Linked DNA regions of Mus musculus: all the other regions are linked to region 1. The links are chromatin contacts, called in public HiChIP or PLAC-seq and promoter capture Hi-C maps. All regions are on one chromosome and are shown on one strand. The core of a region is the stretch at or near the end of the contact, and the rest is flanking DNA. Distances in the headings are between cores, read along the strand shown.

Evidence for each region. Promoter capture Hi-C pulls out the DNA fragments that hold promoters and counts their contacts. HiChIP or PLAC-seq counts read pairs in DNA pulled down with a chosen protein or histone mark.
Region 2: a contact with region 1 is called in a promoter capture Hi-C map of macrophages, with 7 read pairs. The contact joins the promoter of Ccr1 here to the enhancer-like site in region 1. A contact is called at or near these places in 9 of 39 promoter capture datasets (the C10 cell line, the HPC-7 cell line, HPC-7-derived erythroid cells and 6 more), 1 of 15 datasets of contacts at CTCF or cohesin (CD8 T cells), 10 of 484 Hi-C or Micro-C datasets (CD8 central memory T cells, LSK cells, bone marrow-derived macrophages and 7 more), 7 of 115 datasets of contacts at active chromatin or transcription factors (CD8 T cells, the HPC-7 cell line, acute myeloid leukemia and 4 more) and 6 of 9 other capture datasets (adipose tissue, bone marrow-derived macrophages, embryonic stem cells and 3 more).
Region 3: a contact with region 1 is called in an H3K27ac HiChIP or PLAC-seq map of microglia, with 8 times the contacts expected there. The contact joins two enhancer-like sites. A contact is called at or near these places in 1 of 39 promoter capture datasets (liver), 1 of 15 datasets of contacts at CTCF or cohesin (CD8 T cells), 6 of 484 Hi-C or Micro-C datasets (the AML12 cell line, ECoMG myeloid progenitors, the STO cell line and 3 more) and 7 of 115 datasets of contacts at active chromatin or transcription factors (CD8 T cells, the HPC-7 cell line, embryonic stem cells and 2 more).
Region 4: an H3K27ac HiChIP or PLAC-seq map of the HPC-7 cell line shows a contact between it and region 1, with 10 times the contacts expected there. The contact joins two enhancer-like sites. A contact is called at or near these places in 2 of 39 promoter capture datasets (the C10 cell line and HPC-7-derived erythroid cells), 1 of 15 datasets of contacts at CTCF or cohesin (CD8 T cells), 8 of 484 Hi-C or Micro-C datasets (CD8 central memory T cells, LSK cells, bone marrow-derived macrophages and 5 more), 6 of 115 datasets of contacts at active chromatin or transcription factors (the 230-238 cell line, CD8 T cells, the HPC-7 cell line and 3 more) and 1 of 9 other capture datasets (bone marrow-derived macrophages).

What each region holds. Positions count from the first base shown.
Region 1 is chr9:124,140,175-124,145,743 of GRCm38.p6, reverse strand. No RefSeq gene overlaps it. Among named protein-coding and RNA genes, the nearest start is that of Ccr5, 21 kb to the right of the region's middle. Within about 2 kb of position 1,888, at least 67 of the 459 cell types and tissues checked have an H3K27ac peak or open chromatin away from gene starts, as enhancers often do. A contact at or near this core is called in CD8 T cells, the HPC-7 cell line, acute myeloid leukemia and 5 more, where this site is marked.
Region 2 is chr9:123,964,628-123,970,998 of GRCm38.p6, reverse strand. Ccr1 (chemokine (C-C motif) receptor 1) reads left to right here and starts at 2,307. Exons shown (of 2, transcript NM_009912.4): 1 at 2,307-2,704.
Region 3 is chr9:123,937,760-123,943,314 of GRCm38.p6, reverse strand. No RefSeq gene overlaps it. Among named protein-coding and RNA genes, the nearest start is that of Gm51701, 15 kb to the right of the region's middle. Within about 2 kb of position 1,739, at least 117 of the 459 cell types and tissues checked have an H3K27ac peak or open chromatin away from gene starts, as enhancers often do. A contact at or near this core is called in CD8 T cells, the HPC-7 cell line, bone marrow-derived macrophages and 1 more, where this site is marked.
Region 4 is chr9:123,988,609-123,994,448 of GRCm38.p6, reverse strand. No RefSeq gene overlaps it. Among named protein-coding and RNA genes, the nearest start is that of Ccr1l1, 4.8 kb to the right of the region's middle. Within about 2 kb of position 2,513, at least 33 of the 459 cell types and tissues checked have an H3K27ac peak or open chromatin away from gene starts, as enhancers often do. A contact at or near this core is called in the HPC-7 cell line, bone marrow-derived macrophages and microglia, where this site is marked.

The DNA of each region.
Region 1 (5,569 bases), core at 639-3,138:
AAATACCATCACCATCTGGCCCCAATAATTCAACACAATGAGTTTACAGGGGGACATTTCACATGGGATTATACAGAGGCATAAAGAATACCCACAGAACCTCTGTCTTGTGATTCTCATTCATATATTTGAGGCAGTTTCAGGCTTATAGACTTAACCTGCTATAACTCAGTGTCCTTATTGATCACTTAGTAGTCTACAAAACTCCCCCCTCAACACAACTTGTATCAACCCAGGAGGAGGGTTTCTTTCCCATAGATGTTGCTTGACACATAAACATTAAATTCAGCTCTGTGACAGAATGTAGAAATACCAAGATGGTGAGTGCTGGTATCAAGGTTCTAAACCCACATTCAAAAATAAGACTGGACTTATTATAATTGAATATATTCCTTATAACTGTCTCTAAAAATATGTTTTCATAGATTATCTAGTCATCTAATTTTAACTACATTATAGAACATTTAAAATGTCTATAAAAATAAAGAATATACAGGGGCTGGTGAGCTGGCTCAGTGGTTAAGAGAGTTGACTGCTCTTCCAAAGGTCCTGAGTTCAAATCCCAGCAACCACATGGTGGCTCACAATCATCCATAACAAAATCTGATGCTCTCTTCTGGAGTGTCTGAAGTCACACTACAGTGTACTTACATATAATAAATAAATAAATAAATAAATAAATAAATAAATAAATAAATAAATATTTTTAAAAAAAATACACAATGGTGAAACTTTCAAATAGCATCTATTCTAATTGTCTATGGTCCTTAGTGGGGAAAGTACCAAAACTACTTTTAGGAAACAATCTGTTTTCTGCCGGGTTAGTTCTTTAAGTTTACATGAATAAATATTCATGTGTTGTGAGTTTTGGAGAACTACTTTTTGGTAACATAGAGATGAAGCATGGGGGGAAATGCCACAGAATCCAAGTGGTAACATTTTAACACCTGTCAACATCTGTAATTTTCAGTGAAAGTAAAAAACTAAAACCAAGAATCAGATCATTTAGATTCCTGGGGATCCAGAGCTCCAAGAGGGTGTGAAGCATGTATATGGAAAGCTTGTTAGTTAGAGACTTCCCTATGGGACAGGATGAGGAATCAGGTAGCATAGAAGGAGCCATAATGTAGTAACAACCAGTGTTCAACTAATACTATAAGGGACAGTAGAGATAAGATGGCCTTGAGGTGTTGGAGTGCACCGCGTAAAGGTGTGTCTCTGTCCTTCCTCACTTGCCTAAGGGATTCTCTGATTGGTTTTAATAAAAATCTGAGGGCCAATAGCTTGGCATGAAGTGGAAGGTAGGACTTCTGTTAGAGAGAAAGGGACAATGGGGGAAAAAAGCAGAAGCAGAAATTTAGGGAGATGATTTGGAGGTGGATGGATGCGAACATGAGCGGAGAGGCACAACAGGTCATTGTGGGACATGGGAAAAATAGTCAAGTTAGAGGATCTGGGGGGTAGCTCCAAGTTAAACCCTAAGCTTTAAAAATATACCAGAGTCTCTATGTCCTTATTTATATAGCTGAACAGTCCGTAAATGTCCAACCACATTAAGGAATGTTCTGAACCAAGCCTTTCCATCAGCTTCCATATTCATCCACTTACTATGAAGCATTATAGCCTGGACAGGTAGTTCCAGGTCTCAGTAGCTCCATGCCTAGTAACCAAGGGAGTGGTAAGTGTATTGGTCCTGAAGAGAGCACCTGAACAGCTCTCATAGCATCCTTTATAATTAGAAAAGGCAATCTGGATTTCTTACAAATTTTATTTACTCTGAAAAATAAGAAATGAAAACTAAAATTTATAAAGCCACAGTTTTGTAAGACTATAGAAACCACACAGGGACACGTCAACCTGAAAGAGGAAGTCATGTGTCCAGTGAGGGCACAGTATCTATTTCTCCACCAGACCATTAGGTTGGCTTTTTATTCTGTCCACAAAATGTGAACAAAAAGATCAGAGATTGAGACATCTGCCCAGCCCCCATTTTTCTTACTCTATTTCCTCTTCTTGGATGTCTATTTGGACACCCAAGATTGATGGGGTTTGGATAACCTCTAATAAAAATGTTTTATGTTTCAATATTTTAAAATTAAAAAATTAGATACATTCTCATTTTACAAAAGTTTTTATAATAAAATTAAATTATGACTTATTCTAATTGTACAGGAAAAGAGTCTCAGTCTGTGCTACAGCCTACATGGATGTCTTAGATTCTAAAACATGTTGAACATTTAGAAAGCTCTGCTTCTTCCCTGCCAGATATCTCCAGGGACAGTTTCTGAGACTTGTGAGGGGTTGCACATCATTACTTTCACAGGCTTCAGAGTCTTCAAGGATATGATTTGAGCCATTCCTATCTACCCTAGAGTCAATGACCCTCATCTTGTCCTCTCAAAGGATTCAGCTACACCGTCTGGAATGGTTCTTAATAAACACCTCCGCCTCAAGGAAACCAGACTCTCTAAACCACAGGCTGGTCTCATACATTCTGAAGAGAACAGACATGGGAACAAAAAAAAAAGAGAAATGCATTTTTCTGTAAAGAAAAATGTATTTTTTTGTCTTTTGGTTTTGTTTGTCTGTTTTGTTTTGTTTTTCATTCTTTTACAACAGATCACTGAGGAAGATGCAGGCAGGAACTGAGTGGCCTGTCATTCTTATACCATCACAAGGCTGTGGATGTTTTGTTGTCTACCCATGTCATGTGCTGTTGGGAACAAAAAAGAGGCCCGGGGAAGAGGGGAAAGGAAAAGACCCACACCCTGCCAGAGTTTTACCTATTCTCTGGTTTGTCAGGTGTGGGAGAGCTGCCATACACTTTCCACTCAGCCCTGGGTGGGCATTCAAGCCTCTGACCCACTCTTCAGGAAGTGGCCAAGGGGCAGCCCTACCTGAGAACCCCAGAGCTACTTTGCTAAAGCCACCAGAGAGGGATGAGGGAAGAGGTTCCCAACACCTGCGAGAGTGAGTTCTGTGGATCTTGACTGGAGCACAGGAAGGCCTTCTAATGGGAGATTAGAAACTGCTCATTAGGAGAAATCCTGTCCCATCCTCCAAGTACAGTGGGCCTTGATGAGCAGAGACATTCTATGGTTTTAGAGCTTTATTACAGAAAGGCAGGGAGAAAGAGTGAAGGGAGAGAGAGAGAGAGAGAGAGAGAGAGAGAGAGAGAGAGAGAGAGAGAGACAGAGAGAGACAGAGAGAGACAGAGAGAGACAGAGAGAGACAGAGAGAGATAGAGAGACGAGACAGAGAGACAGAGACAGAGGAAAGGCTAGAGAAAAAGAGAGTAAGAGAGAGGAGAGAGGAAAGGAGAGCAGAAGACAGAGGAGAAGAAAAAAGAAGACAGAGAGGAGAGAAGGTGAGAGTGAGGGGTAAGAAGTAAGAGAGACAAGTAGAGTAAGAAGTAAGAGTGCAAGGTGGGGGCCTAACAGCCCCTTTTATGGTCTTTACTGTTGCTAGGTAACTGGGGAGGAGTTTAGCCTGAAGGTCAGAAGCTTGGGTCATTGCCTACGTGACTACTGACCATGCTTCTCTTGTGGGGGCTGTGGGGCGCAGTAACTCAGACAGGGGCCAGAGTTCCAGGAGCATAAGGGAACATCTACCGTGTCATGTAGGTGAATTATCACCACTGGGGTTCAGACCTCAGTTCAACTGGAGACCAGCCTGTCTGTGCATAGCCCAATTCCCCACAATGTGGCAATCTTTACAGCATTTACAATTGCTGACACTTTACTTTCTCTTCTTTTCAGGTCCTCTATCTCGGGCCTCTATGTACTTCTAGTACTAAAGTACTTTTGACTCTCCTAGCAAATTTTCTTGTTCTTTAGATGCTTGCATTTCTTTAAATTCTGTATGAGGTATTTTGTTCACCCTGTGGCATCCATTGCCCATGACAGCCAGGTTTATATCTCTATTTAGTTAATCTTCTTAGTTCCCTGCCAGTATTTCATACCCAGTTTCCTTACTGCCTAGATTTCCCTCATGATTTCTAACTAAACTTGTCTTTAAAACAGAAGTCATCCTCCCACATTCTAAAGCCAGTGAGTGTTCTTCATTTCCATGAGTTGAAAGCCAAGCTTGACTTTTTAACCTCTCCCTATATTCAGGTCTTCATGATCTTCCAACTTCTCTTATCACATTTAGAGCCATTAATGCTTTCATTCGGGGCCTGTATATCTGAGACAATTCCTCTATTATATTCTCTAATAATCACTAGTCACATCTCTGTCTTCAGCCTGACTCTTCCACCACTGTCTCCACAAGCCATCACCAATAAAAGGTTCAAAACTGTCACTCATACTGGATTCTTCACCCTATATGTTCCATGCAAAATCCATCTTATATGTCTTCTGTCTTCACCTTCTTTGAGTTCTCTGCCTCAGCCTACAGGCAATGGCTGCAATCTACAATATTATTCCTGCATCCTTTAGAGTTCTCCTTACTCTCTTTAGTACTGAGGGGGAAGACATGCTCTGAAAGTAGAGAGTGCCATCCTACAGGTTAGGATCACAGATGGGATAAAAAGGAAGAAAAAGAAAACCAACCAAAGCAGCTCTTATTCTTGTGCTTCCTGGCTATGATGCCTGATACTCTGCTGTACTATTTTCTCTCCACTATAGTAGACTAATATCTCTGAAATGGATTCCAGTTCCATTGTTTTTTAAATTCTCCCTTGTGGGGGTCCTTAAAAATGTCATAATCAGCAGTAAAAAACATTCACAAAGAGGTAAGAATGAAAACTTGGTTCAGCTTCACTAAGTTGGGTTGGATCAAATTTTTGGAGTCTGATGCCAGTTGGTTTACTGACAACACATTAAAACACAGTACAATTTGGGGAGATGTTCCCCCATGTACTGCAATCTCCAGTGCACAAGGAGGAATAATTACACTGAAACTCAATTTAAACTACATGCCATTTCTTCCAAAAAGATGGTTTCTTGAAACAGGCTACATGTCTCAATCATACAGAGAGTGTAGAGGTTATTTGGGCTATTAGCTACCTCTGTTCCTGGTCATGGGGGCTTGATATTGCCTAGCTCTATTATCACCAGGCTATTATCACTTCTAATTCCCCATCTTCTGGATGAAAAAAAAAACATGTTATACATTCTTTCTGTAGAGGAATTTTAATCCAGCAACATGGATGCTTTGGCAAGGGATCACATCCCAAGACCTTCCTTTTAGAGCTGTGTGATCTGACTGGAATGAAGACATGTCACACACCTTTAATCTCCCTGTCTGGAATACAGACATGACCTTAGTACATACCTTTAATTCCAAACAGTGAAAGTAAGGTTAGTTTATAAAAGGAGGCTGCAGTGTTTGAAAGGGGTGTCTAATTGAGGGGCAGACAAAGTGACAAATCAGAAAAAGATTTGACAGAATGAATTAAAGATAGGATACACTCAACTCTCATGAGAACAGACAGGAAGGAGAGGCCACTTAAGAGAGTAGCATAAGACAGAGACAGAGAGAGAGAGAGAGAGAGAGAGAGAGAGAGAGAGAGAGAGAGAGGAGGCAGTTTCACTGGGATAGTTTTACAGAGACATGTTGCAGGTGG
Region 2 (6,371 bases), core at 1,058-3,557, 180 kb after region 1:
CCCTGTCAAAGGGTCATTCAAACCCAAAGCGCTCACAGGTTGAGAACCACTACTTTGGCAAAACATTAGTATTTTGTTTTCCCCTAGATCCTGGGCCTATTTAGTTTCAGGTTCTTAACCACCAGAGCAAAGTCAGGTATGGGTTGTGGAGTAAGCCTTAAATTAAACCACATCTTGGTTGGGTACTCCCACAAGTAATCAACCACCATTGATCTTGCAGGCACATCACCATTGCAAATCGAAAGGTTTGTAGCATGTTGTTTTTTACCTTGCAGGGTACCTTCCAGTATTATGAACATTGTGGTGTATCAGTCCATTGAGATAGTCCATTTAGGTAGACTCCAGCCATATTCAATGAGTTGTGTAGGTGTGGTCTTGAGAAATAGAGTCTTCCTGACAGTTGGTAGAGAGCAGCCAATAACCTTGGGAATAGACTGGGCTATTTGGGAGTTTCCATGAGACCCCTTTAGTCAACAACTCAATTATATGTAAACCTTTCCAGGTACTGGAAGCTTCATTTGGTGATAAGAGATGTACATCTGGGATTCTGTCTTCCCGTTATTTGGCAATTTTATTTAGATCAACTTAATATGTGTATATATTTTGGGGAAATTCTACTATATTAGGTTTCCATATGGCCTCCCAAATAACCCTTAGCTGTTGATGTCCATCCCCATATCACTCCTCAATTCCCTCTTCCCTCCCCCCTCCACATTTGATCCTCCTATTCCAGCCCAGCCCTCATCCATCCATACCTGTCCATTATATTTCCCCTTCCTAGAGTAATCCATCCCTTTCCCATACTCCCTTACTCTATACAAACCTCTTTGGTTATATGGATTATAGCCTGATTATCAATGATTTAACAGCTAAATTCTCATCTACCTGAATACCTACTATATTTGTCTTTGTGTGCCTGTGTTACCTCACTCAGGCTGATTTTTTTCTAGCTCCTTCTGTCTGAAATTTTCATTTTTAATGGCTGATTTGTACAATATTCTATTGTGTAAATTTATCACATTTCCTTATCCATTTATTTGTTGATGAACATCTAAGTTGTTTCTATTTCTGACTATTATGAATAGAGCAGTAATGAACATGGTTGAGCAAGTGTCTCTATAATATGATGAAGAGTTCTTTAGATATATGCCCGAGAGTGGAATAGTTGAATCTTGAGATAGACTGATTCCCAGCTTCCTGAGAAACCACCACACTGATTTTCACTGTGGTTGTACAAGTTTTTGCCCTTCCACCAGCAATGGATGAGAGTTCCCCTTACTCACATACTCAGCAGCATGTTGTTCTTAGTACCTGTGCTATCACCTTCTGTTCAGAAAGTTTTTTCCTGTGCCAGTGAGTTCAACCTATTTCCCACATTTCTATCACAGTGTATCTGGCCTGATGTTGAGGTCTTAGAAATATTTGAAGTTGAGTTTTATACAGGGTGATAAGTATGGATCTATTTGCAGTTTTCTACATGCAGTCATTCAGTTTGACTAGAATCATTTGTTGAAGATGCTGTCTTTTTCCCAATATGTATTTCTGGCTTCTTTTTTATTGAGCCAGACCCTCTGATATTCTTCATATTCTCTTCTACCTCATGCACCTGCCATTAGCCAAAGTGGACAGTATTAGACCCAAGACTCAAAGAGGTGTAGAAAGGTGTTGGGCTCTGCACTCATGTGACCATGTCTGGCCAGTGCATACATAAACCAAAAGTATCAAGAAGGAAAGGGGAATCTACAGCCATATTACCCTGAAAATAGTCGATGGGGTTTTTTTGTATGATTTCTTTATTTGTTTTTTGTTGTTGTTGTTCTTCTTCTTGTTTTTGAGACAAGGGTTACTATGTAGTCCTGACTGTCCTGGAACTCACTAGGAAGACCAGGCTGTCCTGGAGCTCACAGAAATCCTCCTGCCTCTGCCTGTTTAATGCTGATTATTAAAAGCATACACACCATTCATATCAGAAAAACAAGGGAAAACAGCCTGTATTGTGCTCTCTCGTGCCAGATATCATGAGAGAAAAACATTCCTTGAGGGTTGGTGGGGAAAGGATTTGGGAGCAGAAGAAAGGTATGTGGAGCAGTTAGAGTACAAATAGAAATAACTTAGATATAGATCTCCAAAGAGAGGGGATGCCTCTGGAGGTCCTCATTCATTAGCCAGATGATTTTGAGGAACAGGATATGAGTTCTGGTTTAGACCTTTCCATTTGCAATCTTTAGAAGGGGGAGGCTCCTCACTGACCACAAGAACTCTATGACTAGCCCTACATTTACACGCCCACACACATCAATTGCTCCATGAGTCCTAGGAACAGCTCATTGTCACACACAGAGTTCAACTCAACTCCATCCAACCCCTCCCTACACAATTCTTGTAGGGCAGAGCTACCTCTGAGAAGACTGGAACTTTACTGGAACTGGAGCAGAGAGGAAAGACAGAACACTTTAGTGAACTTGGACCCCAGGAATTGGCCACTGGTGAGCACTGTAGTGCTTCATAGGCAGCCAACCATAAAAAAGAAGAACTTTACACCATTCTTGTCATTCTGAAAGACTATAAAACCAGAGTCTAATCTCCATCATCATACAGGAAGCCAAGAACTTCCTACTAGGTTGGGACCTTGAACCTTGAATTCATAAAGATCCTCAAAGGCCCAGAAACAAAGTCTGTGTGGACAAAATACTCTGGAAACACAGTAAGTGATGTTTGTCATTTCTATGCCGCCAGGTACTGTGAAAGGCAATCTTAAGTTATGAGTGCAGTTCTGGGATCTTCAACATTGGATAATGCTTTGAGAACCAGATGGAGCCTATGTAGCCCATTGTTGCATCTGTAAAGCAGTTAATACTTGGGAAATGATGACAATGCTGGACGTATTATTAAGGCTGGATGCTCAGTGATATTGAGGAATTTGTTATCGATGATTAATTAAGAGAGTAAACCAGCATAAAGAGACAAGAAATGCCTTCGTGGAAAGTTATTTTTATAGTTGTCTTTATGAAACTTCGCCAAATAGCAACAAAATGCAACATATAAAGAAATGGTAACAAGAGACTATATGTTAGTAAGAAAAATCATTGCAAATGCAAGAGTGACAAAATTCTGAACCAATTTCTTAAGAGTAAAACTAAAATTACAAAAATGGGACTACTGTCTTGGAGAAGGAGAAAATTCACCCTCAAGAAGTAGCAAGTAGATGGAATTTTAGACTGCAATTGTTGTATTCTAACATGGTGTATGTTGGTTTTATGATGAAAAGAGATGTGTAGGACTGACACTAACAAATACCTATTTTGCTTTAATTTCATGAGTTGGAGAGAGAAGGGACAACTATAAATTTTCAAAGAACAAGAAACCCTTAGATTTTCATAGACAGTTTGCCTCTGTACAACAAATAGCAAGAAGCTCTAGGATACTGAAGGAATTATGTAGCAATGGCCTTGCATTAGGATGCATGAGAGACAGGACTGGGTTATTCAGTGAGGAAGGCCTAAGTAGTAAAATGCTAGAAAGTGAACAATACTGGCCTCTCCCTAAAAACGAAAACCATGGTTGGTACTATTTGTTGATATCTATGGTAGAAACTTGCAAGTTGACATGTGTGCAGAGTGAACAGATGCACACAACTGACTCTTTGAGCCACAATAATCATCTGGCTTCCCCTTGGGCCTGGATACTTCTTATCATCTCTTCCCAGACACTTCACAAATGAGCAGGCTACAGGACACTAGTAGAGTCCAGGCTATGGGGATCTACATGAGCACTGTGCAAGGCACCTGGGGCAGACTTCTACAAGAAACTATTCACAGGCCTGGGAAGGTCAATGGCAAAATGGGCCTTTGCTTTCTCCTCCAATCACAGCCCAGGTCATGTCTCCTTAGCAGCGGTGTGCCCCGCAACTGCTACAACCTGAAAGTTTAGAGAGAACAGATAGCGCTGAGGTTTCTCAGTAGGCAGGTGGCTGTGGAACACAGCACCTGACAGTGCTGAACTCAGCCTGACTTCACTTTGGCTAGAGTTCCACAGGAACTGGGCTCCTGAGGATCACCTTGCCCCACATGATATTGCTCCCCAACTTCAGTTGACTCTGTACTAGAGCTGTCAGCTATCTAGGAATCCTGGGTGCCAAGCTGAATGTCTGCCTTCTTCAGCACTAGCATGAACAGCAGGAAGTAGAAATCTCTGCCTCAATCATTCCTGACTGCCACCCAAGTTTCCCCAGTGAGAGCTGACAGGGAAGACATGGAGGAGTAAACACAGGAACAGAGCTGATAGGAAATGAAGGGACCCCTCTTGACACTTCAGCAGAATATTTCCTCCTTTTCCAATGTGCCTTAATGTTCAAAGACCACTGCTCCAGAACAGTCTTTGTAATCAGGAAACATTTACTAAAGAGCCCAGAAGGGATAGCACAGAAGCCCAGGGTGATCACAGATTGATGGTGCAGGTGCAGCATAATTAGCTGAAAGGTATTTGAGTCAAATACTACAACTCTGATCAATAGCAACATACTGAACATTTTCCTTTATTTTACAATTAGGTTTTATTTCACATGTGCCACTTCTGCATATTTAAAGATATGCAGGGGACATTTCAGTACAAGGGCAGAGTAATGGGAAGTCAACCCTGGGTACCTCAGAAATCTGCCTTAGCTGTTTGGAAATATTCAAATATATCTTATCAACCATAGTCACCTTGCTGTGCTATAGAGCATGAGAAGAGTCATGCTGTCCAGTTTCAGCCCTGTCCTGTTTATTGTCCTCTCTCCTTCCAAACTCTCTCCACCCTTCTTCCAAACTCTATTCAAGACTCTGTCTGTAACCACTACTTGACTTTCCATTTCTGTGAGACAAGCTTTCTAGAGATTTTATAGCATGATTCACATGGAAGAACTGTCATTGACAATCAAGAAAAATCACTTTCTATGTTACCTATGAAGAAACCCAGTAAGGAAAGAAGGAATACAGACATTGTGGTCAGAACTTCTGCTAATGGCAGGTGTTAGAACAGGACCACTGTGTGACAGCCGGGTCTCTGATAGTCACTGTCTGTGGGTAGAGGGTTATTTTTCACATTGCTTCATAGCATCTTTTCAAGGTAAGCATTCATTAATCTCCCCTGTTCCAGATGGGGAACTTAGACTAAAAAAGCAGATTGATTATCTAAGGTCACACTGCTATTATGTTACAACAAAGCTCATATTTCCCCTCTTGAGGGATTCTTCAAAAAGTTAACTGGAAATAATTCATGTACAAACATACATGGTGTGAAAGTAGTCCTACAATGGCAAGCTATCTATTGACCTTTTGTTTATCTCAAGGCAATCCTGATTTAAGATGATAATATAATAATAATAATAACAATAATAATAATAATAATAATAATAAACAGTAACTTAGAGCCCATTTCAGCAGAGTCTCAGTTTTTATCTAGCTCCTGTGTGCTGTCTCCTGTTGGATACAGGCGTCTCTTACTCCCTGAGCCCATTTTCCATTTCTGTCTCCAGGTCATGTCCTCCTCCTAGCTGTCTCATGGTGCTTACTAGGGCAGTTGAGTTAACTGTAAATCTATCTGTTCCATATAAAGGCCATGTGATAGGGATCAGCCTAAACCAAACAACCAACGTGGTACCTTGTGTCTCAACCTATAGCTATAGTTGTCCTACTAGGAATTTTCTTGATCAGGAATAGTGATCTTGGAGCACCATGATTTTTACATTAACTAGCATGCATTGTTTCATTACAACTTAAAGTACAATCTTGTAGACTCTTGAAAAACAGAAAAAATAATAACCTTCCATAGCTATGAACTTTTTATTCTTATCCACAACTGCCCTCCTCCCCAGAGCATTTATGGAGACAACAGTGGCACAGCCAAGTGCTGTGATTAGAGGCAGAAGAGTCCTATCATTTCAGAGCTGGGATGGAACAACACACTCATAGATTTCTACTTCAGCTCTCATTGTATGTCTTGTGCCACATTTTTGTAACCTTAGGCAATCTTTAGCTCTGTGCCATCGCTTCTAAGGTCTTGCGCCACAATGCAGTATCCTGTGGTAATTTGTACCTCTGTTTCATCACTTCTAAATAGGAACAATTTGCCCATTTAATAGGTGTTGAAAATTAAGTCCAAACTCGGCTGTTTGGAGTTGATATGAAATCTTTATTTAGAACAGTGTGAAAAAAAATCACTTTTGCTTTTGATCCATCACTCTTGAAATAGTTGAATGAATTACACACACACACACACACACACACACACACACACACTCATTTGTTCTGTTCCCCTCTTAGTCTACAAGGTCCATGTGAGTAGAAAATGCAATGACTCCTTACCCTCCATTTCATCCCTAGGATTTGGTA
Region 3 (5,555 bases), core at 490-2,989, 200 kb after region 1:
CTATGATCTCAAGACAGGAAGGGTGCTCTTTAACAAGACATAGCTTCAAATCATTGCCTAATAAGCCAACTTAAAGCTAATGGTTTAAAGCTCAATTAATTATTATCATTAACAGTTATAAAGTTCATCATGTGAGCCAAGCTTAACTGGGCAAGCAGTTCTGTGGTCTTTCGCTGAACCCACTCATGAAGCACCATCTAGTCTCAGGTTAAGTGAGGCTGACTATTGGTGGGGCAATAGACATCTTAGTTACCATCTTGCAGGCTTATTTGACCTTGTCGACAAGGTGGCTGTTAGATTCCAAGAATACAGAGGCATGATGCTTGCCTCTGTGCTCAGAGCCAGCACAGCATCATTTCCATCTTTGACAGCCGGGAACAAGAGACCTAGGCTAAATTCCCATGGTCACAGGGTGATTCGGACCTACCTCCTTATGGGTTTACCTTTCAAAGATAATGACTCCCAAACCCTGAAAGCATACCAGATGGCAAAAAAAGCCTCTTAGCTTTTACGAATATTTAAGGACAAGTCAGTGGGCTAACAGAAGAATTCCTGACTTCCCAGGGGAATGTTCCAAGAAAGGAAAAGGGAAGATGCCTTTCTTTCCATTTGTACACTGGAAATTTTACTGTTTTAAATTTACCCTAGCACATGATAATGAGATAAAAGCAGTGATTAAGGTATGAGTCTGTGTCCTGGGTCTGTGGAAAATTACCACCATTCAGATACCAGAAGGAATCACCTGGGATCAGGCAAGGCACTGATCTTCAGAAGATAAGATGGAGGACTGCTGTCCTAAGGACCATCTTGCTCAGAAAGGCAGGAGGTAGGTGGTTCTAGAATGTTCCAAGTATGCTTTGGCAACATCTCTGGACAGGTAGTCTCAAGCACTCGAGCATGAGAAATGCTTTGCCATATGTGAGACCCACACTAGCCAAGCTTTGGGATCTTTTCTCATGGGCTCAGAATCCCCTTACTGGAGACTCTTCTTGATACCTAGGCTATAGTAAAACACTTACTTCCAGTAACAGAAAAACTGCAAACATTTTCAGTAAGCTTCTGCAAACCACAGAGGATGGCAACAACATCCCCTTTCTCATTTCAAATCACAAGTGACTATGAGGCAAGAGTGACCTGAGCCAAGGAAACATGCCTAAAGATAGACAGTTCCAGAACCTCCAACCAAGAGCAAGAGGCAGGTTGGCAGCAGATGCTTGAAGAATAACACAAAGCGGAGAGCAAGATTCAAAAAAAAAAAAAAAAACCACACACACACACGCACAGAAGCAGCAGAGACTGTCACTAACTAACAATTTATATTTTACCATGAAATAAACTTTAATATAAAACAAACTTTGAAAAAATGAAGATTTAAAAACACCATGGAAGACAATATAATTCTTTTTTAAAAAATACTAAATTTGGTATTACAGGCCTGTAATCGCCATACTAAGGAGGCAGGGTCAGTCATAAAGGACTCCAGAGGTAAAGGCAGGCAGATCATCCCAACTACATAGTTAGCTCAAGCTCAGCTGAGCGACTTGTACTTGAGCTCTTGTCTCCAACAAAAGAAAACATTTAATGAAAGAAAGAGAAAGAAGGGGAGAAGGGAGAGGAGGGATAAGAAGTCAACACTCTTTCAGAAGCCCAAACCAAGAACCAAAAAGGCGTCATGCCTTGCTTTGCAGAGTGCAGTCAAAAGCAGAACTAGACTATTACTAGCATCATCAACTGCTTTCCCCAGACACTGTAGATAGCAAGTAGGATGGAAAATGTAGACAGGAAACTGAGGGAACAGATTCTGAAGAGTGTGGCACTTTGCCATCAGTGGTATGTGTTTCAGGGTCCAGCTGTGGTTTTGTATCCTCCACTTCCTCCCTCTCAGGGTGTTCATATTCTGCTGCAAACTAGGCTGGAAGGATGAAGTGGAGTCTGGAATTGGCAGGATCTTAGTCCAGCTGGGCATCAGTCGGGGGTAGGGAGCTTCTCTGAGGATCTTCAATGAAGGATGGAGTTCTACAGGATCCCAGTCTGGTTGGGAGTGACGGGGTGGGACACAGGGTGAGGCTGTTCTAGGATCTTAAAAGTTACAGGCCTTTTAGACAAAGGCCTTCTCTGACAATCTTCAATTAAACAACTCTTAGCTTGTGTGCATACCTTTACGCGGGGCAGATTTGTACACATGCACCTTATTTGAGGTGAACCAGGGGGTATATATGGACTTTGGAGAGTGGGAAGGCAGTTTTTTAGGGTAAATGAAAATCACTGGCTAGAGTTTAAAGTTCTGTGAATGCCTCATTTGTATGGAGAGGCATTCCAGGAAACCCAGGTATGTGCTTGGCAAGTTTTTATGGGAGCTGGGGAGTTTGTAAGTCTGCCAGGGACTACTTCATCTTCCCAAGGTAGAGGCTGTGGGGATACCCAGACAAAGTCAGGGAAGGGGAAGCCCTACTGGTAAAGGAAGTTCTCCATTTTTCACCAAGCTCAGATAAGCCATCCAGTCATGATAAACTTTGACCTTACTTTGTGCTTCACTTCCTCTGCTTTCTTCCTCTCAGGGTATCCAGATGCTGCTGCACACAAGGCTGGAAGGATGAAGTGGAGTCTGGAATTGGCAGGATCTTAGTCCAGCTGGGAATCAGTGGAGGGTAGGGGGGCTTCTCTGAGGATCTTCAATGAAACAGCTCTCTGAGACAATTTTAGCTTGTGCATATACCTTCATTCAGGGTGGGCTTATACACTTACACTTTATTCAGGGTGAACCAAAGGTTATATAGTTTTAGGGAAAGGGGATGAGAATGTCCAAAGTGGGCAAATTTCATTGGCTGAAGGCTAAGGCTACTGAGATGACTCAGTTAACATGGAGAGTCATTCCAGAAGTCTCAGGTGAAGGATTACATGACATTCCTCAGGTAGTCAATGTGGGGTCTGGAATCTCCCAGGTAGAGAAGAGGAAGCCCTGATGACAAAGGGAGTGTCATTTTGCACCAAGCTCGGGGCTTTCCAGTAACATCAGACTTCAACCTTAGTAGCAGGGTTTCCTCCCAGCCATCAAGTCTGATGACCTAAGTTCAAATTCTATGGTGAAAGACTCTTGCCAGTTATTCTTTGACCTACACACAACACATCACATCACATCATATCATTCAAAGAGAGCACACATTAAAAATAGAAAATTTAGCACACACACGTTGACAATAACCAATAACTCTTTATAACAGTAGAGAAGTCATAGTTGATACTGAAAAACTAGCCAACTACCCAGGGATGCTGAAGCCATGGATCTCAAAGGAAAACCTACAACTGCAACCTTACTAAACCAGCATAATCCCTAATATTAAAAATATTTGTCCTTCTACACACAAGTGTAGTCCTCACCTCTCACAAAGGAAACTTCTTTTTGCAACAAAAGGAGATCATTACAGAAAATAAAAAAAAAAAACAATTAAAATGCAGAGTTGTGGAGCCCAGTATCAACTGATACATCTACAGTACAATTCCTGACCCTAAGACTCAGAGATCATTGCAGAAGAGGGATCAGAAAGATGCAGAGGAACAGTGATTTTACTATAAGATGCTGTCTCTTAAGAATGTGAGAAACTACACCAACAAAGTTCTAGTAGACAGAGATGATGAAGATAGAGATAAAGAGATAGATGATGAGATAGATAGATAGATGATAGATAGATAGATAGATAGATAGATAGATAGATAGATAGATAGATAGATGATGGATTAGTAGATAGATAAATTAGTAGATAGATTAGTAGATAGGTTAGTAGATAGATAGCAGATAGATAGTCAGGGCTACACAGAGAAATACTTGTCAGGTGTACCCAAGTCTTGATGACCAGGGAGCCTTCACTTTTACAAGAGGATGTTATCTGAAGTCTTACCTAGCTATCAGTCCAATATGGAAGAGAAAAAAATACTTATCTGGCACTCAAAAAAATTCAATGAATAGACTCCCTTGCATTTCTTTTTGAAGATAAAAATTTTGATGATATACTACCCCTAAATGAAGTAGATATGCAAGCTTAAAAGGACACAACATGGCTAATACATACAGGGCTAACGCACAGAGACTATGACTCCATACACAAAACATGCACAAATTCAAACCAAAGAAAATTCCACCAAGAAGGAGAAATAGGCACATAGTCCCATCCCCAACTAAGAAACTATTTGAAAATGATAGCTTCTGAGAAAGGTAAAATTAGTTTTCTCTAATGGACTATCACTGGGTATATCAACCACACTCCAAGGCAGGCTCCATGTCCAGGAGTAGTTGGCTAACACAAAAATGGACTGCATATTTTTTATGCACTTTTTGTTTTCTGTTTGCTTGGTTGTTTTGGTTTGGTAATTTTTTGACTTACTGGTTTTTGTTTGTTTGGAGGTTTGTTTAAAAAAAAAAACATGGAGTTGGATGGGTAGGGAGGTGAGGAAGATCTGGGAGGATTTATGGAAGAGGAAAGAATGTGAGCAAAATATATTGTACAAAAAGAATTTATTAAAAGAGAAAAATAATTAGCCCAGACTAGAAAGGCATCAAAAAGAAATAGCAGTACAGATAAACAATCAACCTCAACACAGATTAGGACATTGCTGAGACTTAATAAATTATACAATTCAAGACCTGGACAGTATTTGTAATGTTATAAAGATGTGTTCTTCTGTTATAAATGTTCTAATCAAAAGGTTCCCCAAAACCATAAGCTATAAACATATGTGCCCATGCTTCTGTGTGTGTGCCTCTGTGTGTAGGTGTATACATCAGAATGAGGTTTAGAGTTCTTGGGCCCCGTTCAGTTCTAACAGCTTACAAATTTGAATCTGCATTTCTGTCAAGTGTGAGTATTACCACTAATATAATGCAACCCAGACCACCCTGGCTACGTGAATACCTAAGTCCTACTTTCATTTGTTGAGAGGGTGAAAAGTCAAGGCTGTGAGGTGCTGCACACCTCATATTTCTCTAACAGCATTATAATCATTTACTCTAAAATACACTCATATTAACTTTGACATACTTAGACCCAACACACTGAAGGACAGTGATGCACCTTTAAGAAACTTGCAAGCTTTGGGGCTACGGCTTCCCACAAAGAGGTAAGCAGTCAATGTTTTGCAAGCAAAGCAGGAAATATGTTGAAAGTCATAACCACAGCAAAACTACCACATCAGGCTAAGAAATGTCCTCTAAATATGAAGATAGCACTTACCATCAAGGACTCAGAACCAAATTTCATGGCCTGTAGAGTAATCATCTAATCCAGTAGTTCTCAACCTGCAGATCATGATCCTTCAGGAGTTGCGTATCAACATTAAATTCAAACCAGTAGCAAAATTGCAGTTATGAAGTAGCAACAAAATAATTTTATGTTGGGGGGGGTCACTTCAACATAAAGAATTGTACTATTAAAGGATTGCTGCATTAAGAATGTTGAGAACCACTGATAACCCAAAATGGAGTTTTATGTTTGGCAATTTATTACAGAAAAAAAGCAAAGAACCACTACACCTCACTTCTACAAAAATAAGATGCACTGTGG
Region 4 (5,840 bases), core at 1,264-3,763, 150 kb after region 1:
ATGATACAGTAGGTTTAGGAAATAGAAACGAATTCTTGTAAGGTGTGGAAGCATAATAGCAATGTATAACATTATGGCTCCTTAACAACAATGTGGCTCCTGTTTGGTTTCACACTTGAAAGTGCTTTTGCAGCTATGTCTTTTTTGGCCTCTCTTCCTCTTACTAAGTCACTATTCAATTATTAGGTCTTCTTAATTTTTTTAACTATTCTTAATAACCACCCAATGACCTCAATTCTAAATATTATACCCATATTGCTACTACTCTAGTAATTCCTCACAATAAAGATTATATTTCAGCAAGTAGAACTATGGAAGAGAGGCACATCTGAATCATATCCAAGCCACAGCAATAGGAATTTGACATTTCTAGTTCAAGACTTTGTAAATAAAGTTATTAAAATATTTTTGAGCCTATCTTGGGTTTGTATGCATCTGTTTACCTTGAGTAGATTTTCCTGGTCATGGAAATGGCATGTATTTAGCTTTGCAATTATCTAAGTAGTTCTATCAATTTATACATGTACCAACAATGTGTAAGAGTTCTGGTTGCTCCAAAAATTTATCAGCACTTCATATTGTCTACTATAAGGGTTTGCTTTTGTGTGGTTTTATTATTAGTTTTGCACATTAGTTCAAGACTTTGTAAATAAAGTTATTAAAATATTTTTGAGCCTATCTTGGGCTTTCTCAGGGTACACACTACCTTCTCAATGTAATTTTAATTTTGTATTTCTTGGATGACTAATGATATTTTGAGTACTATTCATATACACATTGGTTATTTGAATATACAATTTTTTTAAAAGATTTATTTATTTATTTATTTATTTATTATATGTAAGTACACTGTAGCTATCTTCAGACACACCAGAAGAGGGCATCAGATCTCATTACGGGTGGTTGTGAGCCACCATGTGGTTGCTGGGATTTGAACTTCAGACCTTCGGAAGAGCAGTCGGGTGCTCTTACCCACTGAGCCATCTCACCAGCCCTGAATATACAATTTTATGTAGAACCTAATCAAAACTTTTGCTTATTAAAAAACTTTACAGTATCTGAAGATTTCTTTACTGTCTTGTAGAAGATTTAGTATATTTTCTATATAAATCTTTTGTCAGAAAAGATATCTTTGACCTATTCCTGGCCATAGACACACCAGTCCTTGATACTCCTAATCCCATCTAACCTGGTGCTGATCTGTTGTTTAGCTATTTCCTCCAAACTGAAACACTTTCCTTGAGAGAGGTTCATAAAACTTAGAGAGAAAATAAAACTTACAATCTCAGGAATCTCTCAAAAGTTAAACGCTTCACTGGGCCCTCCTCAGGCTTAAGTACATGGTGACAATTTCTGGGAAGAAAACACTCTCTGACCAGCCTGTTGGCTAAGTGTGAAGAAAACTCTAGGAAGAAAGTTTTGTGAGTTATCACCCATGCTAAGAAAGGATTTTGATGTGTGGCTTCCTAAGAGCTACCCACGCTCCTGTAAGTCAGTAACCCAGTCAACTCTCTGGTCCTCTAGAGTAGAATGGAAACAGAATAATTTCTTTGGTCCATCTTCAGAGCCCAATCTGGGTATCAGCTGTTTGCTCACATCAAAATTCACAGAACATAATGTGATTTTATTTGAAAATACCTCTACTGTTAAGGGTCTGAACCTTACTCAAGTCATCCACCATCTGCCTGTGCCTCAGGCTCAGCACATTGCCCTGGCCAACCAGCCAAGTGTATAAAAGGATTAAAGTATCCTTTCTTTCTCAGAAGAATGTTTTTGTGCTGGTTAATTTTGTTAACAGAAACCTAGACATATCTGAGAAAAGAGAATCTTAATTAAAAACAAAAAAAAAACAAAAAAACACCAAAAAACAATACCTCCAAAAGTTTGACTTGAAGACCAATCTGTGGAGTATTGTCTTAATAATGGATGTGGGAGGGCCCAACTCACTGTGCACAATACTACCTCTGGGCAGATTATCTTGGGTTGTATAAGAAAACAGGCTAAGTAAGCCATGGGGAATAAGCTAGTAAGCACCATTCCTTCTAGGTATCAACTTCAGTTCCTGCCCTCCTCCTCCTACAGTTTCTCTCCCTCTCCCTCTCCCTCTCCCTCTCCCTCTCCTTCTCTCTCCCTCTCCCTCTCCCTCTCCCTCTCCCTCTCCCTCTCCCTCTCCCTCTCCCTCTCCTCCCTCTCCTCCCTCTCCTCCCTCTCCTCCCTCTCCTCCCTCTCCTCCCTCTCCTCCCTCTCCTCCCTCTCCTCCCTCTCCTCCCTCTCCTCCCTCTCCTCCCTCTCCTCCCTCTCCTCCCTCTCCTCCCTCTCCTCCCTCTCCTCCCTCTCCTCCCTCTCCCTCTCCCTCTCCTCCCTCTCCCTCCCCCTCTGCCTCTCCCTGTCTTTCTCTGTCTCACCTACACATTCATCCTTTCTCTCTTTTTCATACATACATTCTGCTCCATGCTGGGAATTATAGAAAATGCATGATAAAGGATTAGGAATAGGCCCAAATGGAAAGAAGTTTATAATACATTGGGAAAGAAAGACATAATGCAGATGACATGATATACCAAAGTATGGCATATTAGCTAGTACAAGGATCAGTATAGAATCAAGAGTTTTAAAGCTTGGCATGAAGCACCACAAAGTGTTAACTTGAACTGAAAAAGAGGAGATATTTCTAGAGCACTTCCTTGAGATACTCTCTCCTTCCTCTTTTCAGCATGCGAATTTCTTGGCTGCTTTCACATAGAAGGCACTTATCAGATACTTACAGGTTTCACTGAGGCTTTGGGTGAGGAAACAAACAGATGCATAACTCCCATTCAGTGAACACCTTTATGTGCAAGGCATATGTATTAAACTACATTTAATTTCCCCAACAAATCTAAGGAGGAACTATCATGGTCCCTGTAGGAAAAATGAGACTCAAGAAAGTGATAAAGAAAACTACCCACAGCCATATGGCTGGCATCTGTAAGAACTCTTGAGTTAGTCATAGGCATAGGCAGTACCTGGAGGAATTCTGTAGGAGTGTACTGCAATCAGTGTAAGACTGGCTTTCTCTAGGAGGGCCAAAAAAGAAAGAACAGAGAGAGAGAGAGAGAGAGAGAGAGAGAGAGAGAGAGAGAGAGAGAGAGAGAGAGAGAGAGAGAAAGTAAAGGCACTTGTGTACACAGAGGTCAGATAATGATGTGGGTATCTTGCTTTTTCACTCTCTGCCTATTCTCTTGAGTCTGGTTCTCTCATTTAACCTGAAGCAAGGATAACAGCCAGAAATCCTCTTGTTTCAGAGAATCTAGGTGCTCTTACCCACTAAGTCATCTCCTCAATACCATTTATTTACTTCCAGCCACCTTGGTACACTCTTTGGCCAATATCAAACTGTCAACTTAATACCACCAAAGACTGACAAAGGTACCTCAAGATTTAGATTTGGGTTTTATTTAAAGTGCATGCTAAGTGCTTTATACGAGTTATTTTCTTTAATTTATTAATTTATTTTTATGTGTATTATGAGCATATACATGAGATTTTGTGGCTCACATGCATGCAACAGTCCACAGAAGCTTGAAAGTAAAGTTACAGGCAGTTATGAGCCACCATATGGGTGTGGGGAATTAACGCTGGGTCCTCTGCAAGAACAAGTGCTCTTAACTGCTGAGCCATATCTCCAGCCTGTGGGTTATTTTGTTAATAGTCATAGATGAGAAAAATGAGGGTCAGAAAAAATATTAATTCTCTTAAAATAATACAAAAACTTACATGTAACAGAAGTGACAATAATTATATTTCACAAAATAAAAGACTTTTAGTGAACAGAATGGCATTGCAAATTAGAAATTGCATTTTTGCAAATTCTACACTGCTTGGCACAGTAGAAGTCAACTGGCTTCTCACTGCTGCTTCTCCAGTAGATCTCTTATGATGTTGATTTGGCTGAAGTTCATGAATAAAAACTAATTTTATACAGATGCATAATTGGAATAGGAAGGAAACTGGGGTGCTTTGGTTTTGAGAACCCCCAAGGATCCTTTGAACACATTTTAAGAACTGGAGTTAGGTAATAGTTAACTTGTTTCCAGAAGCAAATAGTACAAAATAATAATTATTTATCTCTCTCTTTCCCAGGTACTAGATTCTACTCATCAAAAACCATAAGTATTAGCAGTTTACTGACTTTTCTTCCAGAGATACCAGAAATACCTCAAGGAGGGAACATACACAGAAACCCACTGAAGAATCCCACTGTGTTTGTATACTCTTCTAGCCTTTTATTTTATTTTGCGTCTGGATATAAGGTTGTATAGTGTTTCCAGTAAAATTACCCAACGCTTACACACTGCCAGCAAACATCACTTCCTTATAACCTGTAATTTGTAAGCTAGATCCCTAGAAGCTAGGTGGTTGTGGTACAAGCATTTGATTCCAGCACAGGCAGAGGCACACAGATCTCTGTGAGCTTGAGTCTAACCTGATCTGCTGAGTAACTTGCAGGACAGCCAGGGTGTTACACAGGGAAAGCCTGTCTTGAGAAACAAACAAACAAAAGGAGATAAATTCCTATAAATATAATTTTTGGAACAAAGTATATACCCACTGCATCATAGATATAATCAAATATCCCCTGAGGCAGGAAACTTTAGTTCCACTTTCGCCAGCAAAAGGGAGGCGTGCCATTTCCTGCATGCATGAACCCCCGCCCCCCCCCCCCACACACACACACACACTACTCAGGAGTCAGAACTGACTCCAGGACTCCAGTGGCCCCTAGTAATTCTCAGAATAGGCCCTAGAAGTGGCTATCTATCTGGACAGCATAGTGGGCCCATCCTTAGGTATCCCACCCAATAATAAATTATTAATAAACACTCATACTTGGCTATACCTGATACCCTATTCAGAGTCTGTGGCCATCTCCTACCCCCAGATCATCTGACTGACCCCAGCATGTCTTACTAGACCCTGAGCAAATACATCTTTACAATGTGATTTTTGACTCCAGCCATCTCTCCTAGGTGACTCTTGAACTCTATGCAGACTTATGTCTCACTAGACCATGATACATTCGCACAGCAGTGTGTAGACCAGTCCACAGGGAATCAGGTGAAAGTGCAAACTTCCATTCAGTAGCCTATAGGACAGTCTGTGTTTCTGACTGGCATCACTCAAGAGCAAAAGTCTGATGAGGTTCTCAATGTCTAGCATAAAACAAAGCACTTAGTGAGATTCTTTTTTTTTTCTTTTCCGTTTTTTATTAGGTATTTAGCTCATTTACATTTCCAATGCTATACCAAAAGTCCCCCATACCCACCCACCCCCACTCCCCTACCCACCCACTCCCACTTTTTGGCCCTGTACCGGGGCATATAAAGTTTGAGTGTCCAATGGGCCTCTCTTTCCAGTGATGGCCGACTAGGCCATCTTTTGATACATATGCAGCTAGAGTCAAGAGCTCCGGGGTACTGGTTAGTTCATAATGTTGTTCCACCTATAGGGTTGCAGATCCCTTTAGCTCCTTGGCTACTTTCTCTAGCTCCTCCATTGGGGGCCCTGTGATCCATCCATTAGCTGACTGTGAGCATCCACTTCTGTGTTTGCTAGGCCCCGGCATAGTCTCACAAGAGACAGCTACATCTGGGTCCTTTCAATAAAATCTTGCTAGTGTATGCAATGGTGTCAGCGTTTGGAAGCTTATTATGGGGTATATCCCTGGATAAGGCAGTCTCTACATGGTCCATCCTTTCGTTTCAGCTCCAAACTTTGTAACTCCTTCCATGGGTGTTTTGTTCCCAATTCTAAGGAGGGGCATAGTGTCCACACTTCAGTCTTCATTTTTCTTGAGTTTC